2 separate regions of the Mus musculus genome follow, and region 2 is linked to region 1. The links are chromatin contacts, called in public Hi-C maps. All regions are on one chromosome and are shown on one strand. The core of a region is the stretch at or near the end of the contact, and the rest is flanking DNA. Distances in the headings are between cores, read along the strand shown. Region 1 has its middle 13 kb from the start of Ankrd60. Region 2 overlaps Rab22a (RAB22A, member RAS oncogene family).

What was found. Hi-C and Micro-C count contacts between places; a contact is called where the count stands out from the background.
Region 2: a Hi-C map of the N1E-115 cell line shows a contact between it and region 1, with 4 times the contacts expected there. The contact joins two enhancer-like sites. A contact is called at or near these places in 7 of 39 promoter capture datasets (the 3T3-L1 cell line, the HPC-7 cell line, embryonic stem cells and 4 more) and 1 of 484 Hi-C or Micro-C datasets (the N1E-115 cell line).

What each region holds. Positions count from the first base shown.
Region 1 is chr2:173,562,901-173,567,457 of GRCm38.p6, reverse strand. No RefSeq gene overlaps it. Among named protein-coding and RNA genes, the nearest start is that of Ankrd60, 13 kb to the left of the region's middle. Within about 2 kb of position 2,722, at least 26 of the 459 cell types and tissues checked have an H3K27ac peak or open chromatin away from gene starts, as enhancers often do. A contact at or near this core is called in the N1E-115 cell line, where this site is marked.
Region 2 is chr2:173,688,235-173,692,791 of GRCm38.p6, reverse strand. All of the region lies in intron 3 of Rab22a (RAB22A, member RAS oncogene family), which reads right to left. Among named protein-coding and RNA genes, the nearest start is that of Mir6340, 11 kb to the left of the region's middle. Within about 2 kb of position 2,766, at least 29 of the 459 cell types and tissues checked have an H3K27ac peak or open chromatin away from gene starts, as enhancers often do. A contact at or near this core is called in the N1E-115 cell line, where this site is marked.

The DNA of each region.
Region 1 (4,557 bases), core at 1,473-3,972:
GGGAAGGGCCACAGGCCTCATGGTGGCATGACATCTGCCTTGTCACTCCCGTTGGGCCATATGTTTCCCTGGAGCCCCAAACCCTGACCCAAGTCCTGGAACATGTCAAAGGTCTCCTGACAACTCATCAGGTCGCCTTGGGTGGGGCTGACCTGATAAGGTCATCAGGTCATCAGGTGAGAGGCATGGCACCCTGGCTGCCCTTCCAATTTCCCAACAATAAGACCTTGCTTTAAAATTAATGGTCTGCGTTTCCTGGTGTCACAGCGAGTAAGACCTTTGTTGACAATGGTCTTACACCAGCCGACGTGGCTGTACCCAGGCTCAGCCTTCTGTTTGACAAATAGAGAATCAGGAAAGCTCATCTCAGCCTCGGGATGTCAAGCTGAGAGCTTATTTTTGGCAGGCATGCTCCAAAGTCAATAGGCAGATATTAAAACAACCCCAATCCATCGGGTCGGGTCACTTAGCTAATGAGGTGTGCGGAGGTGAGGTGACTTATGGGTAGCCTTTTAACTTAACAAGTGGAGTCCCTCCAAGTCCAGTGTTTGCCAGGAGCTTGCTAAGCAGTCTTTGTTATTGGAAGGGCCAACCGCCTGGCAGGAGGACCCACACATTTGGGGAACAAGCACTCCACTTCCCTCAATTCAATTAGACACTTGGCTAGATATCTAGCAGCATCAAGCCTTCTCTGGTGACATTTTCTTCAGTCCAGGACAGGACCACTTGGACACATGCCTAGGCTCTGAGGATACTCCATTAGAGACAAGCTTGTCTTGGGCCTTGTCTTGGGCCTTAGGATACAGCTTGGGTGTGTGTGTGTGGGGGGGGGGCTTTCCTAGCATGAACAGGGCCCTGGATCCAGTTCCCAGCACTGTGAACACATAATGTGCAACACCCCCCCAACCCCTGTAACACACACACTATCATATCACATAGAAACAAGCCCATGTCACGAGCTGTACATGTCAACATCTCCGTGATCTGCCATTGGCTGACAGAATGTTACATCTGGAGCTGCTTCCCCCATGCTCGTCCTATCGTTCATGCTTCAGGGGACATCAAAGGAGCATCAGGGGAGGGGTCATTGACATTGTTTCCACAGGAGTGGAAATACCTCGATGGCCCACGCCCTGGAGCAGATCTGGAATGTGGAGGGTGGTCTGCTACATCCTGGGAACAATGTGTGTATGGGGAGGACACTGGTTCCCTTATGTCTGTGCCCTCACTGGGCTGGCCTTCCGGTCATCAGGGACCTCACTTGTGTGGAGTTGGAGTCATAGAGAAGGAGCTATCGCAGCCCTCCAGGCTCATGTCTCCGGGCCGGTCTTCACTTCTCTGAGGCAAGGATTCCTTGTAGAGGGTAGAGGAAGGTCCTTCCTACAACAGGTCCCTGAGGTTGCTGGACACACTGGAGAACACCGTTCCCCCCACCCCCCAAAAAAATGCTGTTTGAGATGTTGCCTGGGAGCCCCGCGGAAGCTCTGGGAAAGGTGGTTGAGGAAAGAGACGGAAAAAAAAAACTCACTTGATGTCTTTTCTGAGCTCTCTCTGCTTCTGGCCACTGAACTCTGATGAGCAGTCCTTGGTCCTTAGTGCCCTGGGACGTGTTATGGTGTGCCCTTGAGGACCTTAGAGGGGACATAGAAATGATCTTATCTCTTCATCCCAGCCAGAGACATAGCTCACCGGTAAAGCCCCATGGCATCCTGGGAAGAGTTCTGGAAAGCCAGCCCGGCAGGATGACAAAGCAAAAATGATGGTTTGCACTGCACCGAGCTCCCGTTTGCCTTGGCTATAGGGTTTCTCAAAGTCAGTGCTCAGTGACCAGCGTATCCTTTCCCCTTCCCCCACCCCCGGAATGAGTCTCTACTCTCTCCCCCTCATCTGCCCTGCAGAGGTCACTGTAGCTGGCCTCTGTCACAGGAGCCAGTGCAATGGAAAACTTAAGACCAGCAACATAAGCTCTAGTCTAGAGCTCTCAGCCTGTGAGGCTAACTCAGGACTGAGATGGTGGGCCTATGGGCCTATTCTCCTGGCGCTTCAGCCTCGGTGCCACCCCCACCCCCCTCAAGTGTCATCAGCAGGAAGTAGAGCTGTCTCCGCGCACCTGAGTCTTTTGCTCTCCCTGGATTGCCTGTCTGTCCCCACTCTATGATCACTAGCTCAGGGTTTCCAGAATGTGGGAAAAAGTGTCTCTGTCTCTGTCTGTCTCTCTGTCTCTGTCTCTCTCTCTCTGCCCTGCATGGGGTTACTCTCAACACCACGTGCCGAAAGCTGAACTTGGGCCCTCTACAAAAGCAGCCAGTGCACTTAACCACTGAGCCGCGTCTCCAGGTGCCCCGCTGGGTTTCTTTATGTGGGTTCTGGGGCTCAGACTCAGGTCCTCATGCTTGCACAGCAAGCGTTACTGATGGAACCGACCCTCACCCCCACCCCGCCCCAAGCCGTCCTCCCCATCAGCTGTGCAACCTCAGAACCAATGGCCATCTCCTGAGACCCTCGGCTCCCCTCTACCCATCTCATCAGCAGGTTTTGCCCTTCTGCACAGCCAGTCCTGTTGGCAGAAGAAACAGCCCAGGGGAATTGCCTACCACAGCAACTCCTTGGTGAGCAGGAAGGAGGGCAGTTCTGTGGTCGGCTACACATGCTTTAGAGACTCCCTCTGCCCCTAGATATGTGGCATTAGACCAACCAGGGGCAGCTCTTGGGGTCTCAGCTGCCTCATGTGGCGCGTTCGGGGTAGTAAAACCTGCCCCTGTTGCCACCAGAGAGATGGAATGCCTGGCTCGAAGCAGACACTTGAAAAATGGCAGGCATTATTCGTATTATTATACCACCAACACTTAATTTGCTTAAAATGTTTACTCTCTGAGAATCGATCCCCTCCCGGATTCCAGAGAGGCTCATAAATTCTCAGCAAACCTTATACAATAAGAGTCTCCATCCAGAACTAATAATTCCCAAAGTGGGAGATTAATAATTTCCCGTAAACTTGCTGGTCTGGACATTAAGTGGTGGAAGGCTTTCTCAGCAACTCATAGAGCGCCCCCAGGCCAGAGCCGCTGCAGAGGAACAACAGGCTCTCAGGCAGAGGAAAATTCCAGTCTTCAGGCCCTGCCCCTGCACTGCGCATTGAATACAGAGGCAGCCAGTGGAGGGCACAGAAACCCATTAACATTTGGCAAAACACCGGGGTTTGTGTTCTGCGGAAATGTCAGGGATGCTGCTATATGCGTCACTTGAAAATTCAAGAGTGGAGCTCAATTTGGGGGGCTCGAGGGTGGCATTTCTGCCTGAGTCCTGGAACTTTCTGCAGAGCGGGCACAGGGGACATGTACATTGGCCAGGGGGACACGTGTATAGCCCTCACGACATCCGGAAAGGGGTCTGTCCTCCATCACTCTAGGAGTACACATCTGGCCACGGAACAAGAAAGCCCAGTGTCCCATCTGCCCCAGGAAATCACGTCCTGTGTTCCCACAGCATCATCCTTGACTTGTTTGGTTGCTATATGTTCTAAATTTAAAACGGAAAAAATTAAAAAATACCAATAACATCTGGGGCTCCAGAGTGCATGTGTGTGTGTGCCTGGGAAATGTCACAGGGATGTTTAGAGAATTCCATATCCTTGCAAGGTTATAACTCACCATTTCCTGTCCAAATCCCAGTCTAGACCCAGCTCCCCAGCTTTGTGGAAGTCCCAGAGCATAAGATGTTTATATATGTTGAAACCGCAGGCCTGGATGATAAGGCCTTGAGTATCCCTTGTGCCCAGCACGGGGTATGTTGGGGGGCATAGTTTGCAGCTTTTGAAAGACCATACAGGGTTGGAGGGATGTGATTAAGGGTGTTAGCAGTCCTTATAGAAGGCCAGGATTCATTTTCCAGCTCAAACCTACCTGTAACTTCAGCTCCAGACCCCCTCTTCTGGACTCTGTGGTCACTGCATGCATATTCCGTAGATGTATGCAGACAGTACGTAAACACACACAAAGGCATACATGCATGCACATACACGTTCAGGGACACACGCACACACGTGTTTTTATTTAAAAAATCATTTGAGGGTCTTGGGATGTAGCTTAGTTGACTGTGTAATACCTGTGAGGCCCTAGGTTCAATTCCCAGCCTTCCAAAAACTGGGTGTGGATGTCAGCTGGAATTCGAAGTTCAAGGACATCCTCAGTTACACGGTGAGCTCTAGGTCATCTTGGGCTACATGAGACCCTGGTGGGTTTTTTGTTTGCTTGTTTGTTTTTAAAAAAAGACTTGATCTTGTCTTGTATACTGTAAGTACAAGCCAAGGGACTGCCCGGGATGTGGCCCTAAGGGTTGGAAATATTTACTTGATCCCCAAGTTATAACTGTCAAGAGACACCCTGTGTATGTTTGTCCATGTAGATTTAGGCATAAAGAATGATGTTAAAGAGGCTGAGGCCCTGGGTCCATCCACACTGTATTGGGGATCAAGTTTGATTCCCAGAAACCAAGCAAAAAGCCAGATTGGTGGAGACTGAATCCCTCGGGGTCTGTTGGCCAGCCATTCCAGCCTAT
Region 2 (4,557 bases), core at 1,517-4,016, 130 kb before region 1:
CTGAAGGCCAGGACACCCTCTGTCTCTTTCTGAATGAGATGGTTAAGAACTTTATCAATGCCCTCTAATGTGTGGACTGGATTTAAACTTCAGCTCTGTTATAAGAGGCAGCAGTGAGTCTCTACTCAGTCTTGTTTTGCAATGTCCCCTCTGCACATTCACAAGGCTTGAGGAGGGTCCTCCTTTCTGGGTCGTATTTTTTCAGGGCTTGCTGCTCTTGTCCAGTTACTCTAGCATTCTCGGACATCTCCCATTATCATAATCTTTTTTTTTTTTTTTTTGGTTTTTCGAGGCAGGGTTTCCCTGTGTAGCCCTGGCTGTCCTGGCACTCACTTTGTAGACCAGGCTGGCCTCGAACTCAGAAATCCGCCTGCCTCTGCCTCCCGAGTGCTGGGATTAAAGGCGTGCGCCACCACGCCCGGCTCCATTATCACAATCTTAAAAAGACATTTCCTGATTGGGCGGTAGTGGCACACTCCTTTAATCCCAGCACAGAAGTAGAGGCAGGCAAATTGAGTTTGGGGCTAGCCTGGTCTACAGAGTGAGTTCTAGGACAGCCAGGGCTACAAGGAGGAACTTTGTTTTGAAAAACAAAAACCAAACAAACAAGAGACTCTTCCTGCTTGACTCTTTGCTACCCTGTTCCCTAGTCCTGAGCTGGGTGCCCTGTGAGGCCTGATCCGGGCCTGTGTTTGCTGCTTCAGCCTTGCCCACTGGTTGTTTCAAACAGCGACTTTGTAAGTATTACCCAGCATTTATTTATAAGCCAGGAAGGCCTGTGAGAGACAGACCCCCCTGCTGTTCTGACGAAACAGCATCAGCTCTGTGGCCTCTCACTTCTGGCACAGGATTACTGTACAGTATAAGCACAGACAGTGAACAGACAAAAATGGCTGTGCTCCAAAAAACTGTATTTACAAGAGTGGGTACCTGGTTCAACATGGCCCTCGGCCAGCCAATACCAGCTCTAGATGCTCCCAAGCTGTCCTTGTTCTAGTTGATGCACTTACAACTGCTTATGTGGTACTGTGAAAACGGACGGTCTTCATGCTATACTGACCTCTGTGGAACAGTCAGCCAGAGGGAATACGAGTTGTGAATGTGGCCATAACAGATGTGCCACACTGGGGATGTTGCCCTGCACTCATGGTGGACTTCATGACATACATTCATGAGTGCCATCTGTGTGTGTGCTGGGGTAGAGGAACAAGATGAGCTCACTCAAATTGCAAACAATGGACAAAGCACTCATAAATGCTTAGTCTTAAGAAAATAAATACAACTGTGAAAACAAGTTTCATTTAACCGGCGTTTGAGAAACCCCGGGCTTAATGTTACAGTGAGGAGCTGACTTTTAGAGTTGGTGAGGAGACGGACAGCCTGGTGAGCTGCTTCCGCTAGGAATTTGCAAGCATAACACGGGACCTTTCATTTCACAGTGGACTCTCCCAGGCCTCATACAAACAGTCACTTTGAAAAAACATCTGAGGGCTCTGGTCTGTTTTCCTAGGTGCTTATTAACCTTCTGATATACAAGCTACATGAAAAGGAAGGCACTTCCTTCCTTTTCATGTAGCAAGCTCCCTCAAACAAGGACTCACATACCATTCAATTCTTACTTGCTTTCATCAACTTAGTGAAATCACTCTGCGATTCGTGGGAACTTGACAGAAAAGTCATCGTTCAGAACTACGTGTGGCAACAGATGTGAGGGTCAAATGGAGAGGACGCCTGTTCAGTTCATGAAAAGCTTTTTCATTCTGCAATGATTTGGGGTCCCCACCAACAATCTCAACTCCACAGAGCTTAGCAGTAAACATGCTCACGTCAGAGACTCATCACTGGAGCCATGTGCGACCCACAGGAGGCAGAGACAGTCTGTTCTCATCTGTCACAAGGTAGACTACCAAGCAGCTGACAAGAATAGTAACATTGAAGCCAGGTACCAGGGGCTTCGAGCACCAAAAAGGCAGTCCCTGCCTCTCAGAGACCACAGTCTAATACAAGACAGAAGAAAAAAAAGTGACAATCTCATGGTTGAGGGCAAGCAAACACTGTGCAGGACACAGAGGTAATCTGCTGCTACCCAACTAACTCCTGGGCATTAGCTTGCCCTCAGGTACTGGGACACACACAGCAGTAAGCAAAACACTGCAGGCACAGCTCCCAATATTCCTATCTCAGTGAGAGAAGCTGTTAATAAAGGTGGACAACCAAGCAGACATTACAATTTGTAATGAGTGTCTTAGACATGAACAAGGGCAATGACAGAGAATGAACCTGAGGCACTGCTCAGGTCCAGGGAGGCACAGAGAACCCTGAGGTTCTGAGGTACCATTCTGTCTGACACCAATAGCTGGTAAGAAGCCTGTGAGTGCTAGAGGAGGCATGTGCTAGCGAGAAAGGCCAGTATATGTGACGGCCTGATGGCAGGTATGTGTAAGGACCTGCATGGAGGTCAGCAGGCAGACAGAGCGGTGCAGCAGGACACATGGGCTTCATGGGTCCCTTTGAACACAGCTAGAGGTAAGGATCAGCAAGAAGACAGTAGAGTCTGATCATTGTTCCCCATAATGTCTGGGTTCTTGTGAATAGTGACATGGATCAGTACTGGGTGGAGAAAAACAGGGACAGAAGTCAAAAGGCTACAGAACACTTGAGTGACAGTGAAGGCAGCTGAAGGCAGTGAGTGGAGAGCTGAAGAAGCAGATGGCCAACAGCTGCTGGGAAGAATGAAAGACAACCTCCAGATCTGATGCAAGAAGCATAGCTTTCTGGTAACATGGGTATTAGGACAGCTCCTCTCTGTGTGACAGAGGGAGGCTCCAAGGCTAGACAGTTACCAGGTGAAGGATAGGACAACAGATGACAGGATACAGAGCTGTATGTACACTGGAGAAGCACACAAGCTGACTGGCAGGAAGAGGCAGAGTGGAGTCCAGCCTTGAAGACCTAGCCCTGGATGAATGGCAATCCTTGAACTAACCCTGAAATCCAAGGCATTGTCCTGCACAGTGACACATGGCTATGCCATTCCTCTCCTGATTGTCTTCCAGCTCCAGGATGTCTTGGTCAAGCCCCCTGTCCCTGATCTGGCCTTTCAATATCTCCTGCCCAACCTTGGGTTGCAGGATGGTACTTCAGGGAAGGAAGGCCAGATTGTACCACTGAGCAGCACTATCTACTAAAGAGCCAACTGGAAGTGGGCAGGTAAGAGGCGGGCAAAAAGCAGGCAGTCACGGTCCTCAGGCTCCTGTGAGCACTTGAGTTATGTGGAGGGACATGCCTAGGCATTCCTTCCACTTTCATGATATAAAAAGCCACTATACGTGGCCACTATACGTGACAATAGAGCACGTGTGGTGCAGCATGGGAGCATCAAACACATGAGGGGGTAGCTGAAACCTAGGACTCAGTACAAGGGCACATCTATCACTCCTAGGGAAAGTCCACGTATCTGGCTAATGACACAGTCCTAGGGCAGCGTGTAGACACATCTAGTAGGCCTCTGGGAAGCAATGCCTTTGCAGGATGGAAGAGAGATGCTGACTGCCGTCCTAACCTCCATTCTAGATGCACACAGCCACCAACACAGAAGATGGCAGCTCTGATAAAGTGATACACAAGGTTCAAACTGAAGGCAGCCAACAGCAAGGCTGAGGCACAAGTTCTGCTCAAATGTGCACTGAGACACCAGTGTGGCGTCCTCCATTTGTCAGTTTCTCTGCCACACAGTATCCATGTTGTCTTAGATACTAGTGTGACGACAAACCATTTTTCTGATAATTTCTTGTGTACTTAGAGCTTAGGACAGTACCTCACACCTGCCAGGCGCTTTGTTTGGACAGAATCACCTGAAAACTAGAGCGTGGCTGAATGATGGGATGACTGCAGGGAACTTACCAGGGAAAGGGATGGAATGAGGCAGTGTGTATGTGTGTGTGTGTGTGTGCACGCGTGTCTTCTTCTGTCTCTGTTCCCATTACATGTCTATTCCTGTTCCCACTTCCTCAGATCTCATCCCACTGTACAGCTGTAGCTCTCCACTGGCTCTACCCTGTGGCGAGGACAGCCAGAGCTATGGACAGGCTCCCTGTCAGGCGTTTAAGTGCTCGTTGCAAGGCATTGCATTAGCTAATCCGTCCACTTAAACCTCAAAGTTTATATGCTGTAAAGTTCCCTCTTTTAGCTTTTAAAAGGCGGCTATAAATGAGCTGTGCCTAATTTTCCCTTTCTACCACTAATTCTCTTACATCTTTACTAGAGGACAGAGCCCCAAATCACACACTCTGTTCAAGGAACTTGATCAGGCCTGTTAGTCAGCATTTACTTTAAGACACTAAAAAGTATAAAAATGCCCTCAGTGCCCATTATCACTTTCTCCATCAGTGGACTTTGTGGCTCTAATTGAAAAGAAAAAGGCTGGCCCACGCAAATCGAAGTAAATGTGTCTCTGGTGCAAAGAAGTGAGGAATGGCAGACGACAGGGACGATGACAGTGTAGTTGGAGCTGTAATTTGGTTTGGGCCTCAGAAAAACATAGTAAATTAAAGAGTG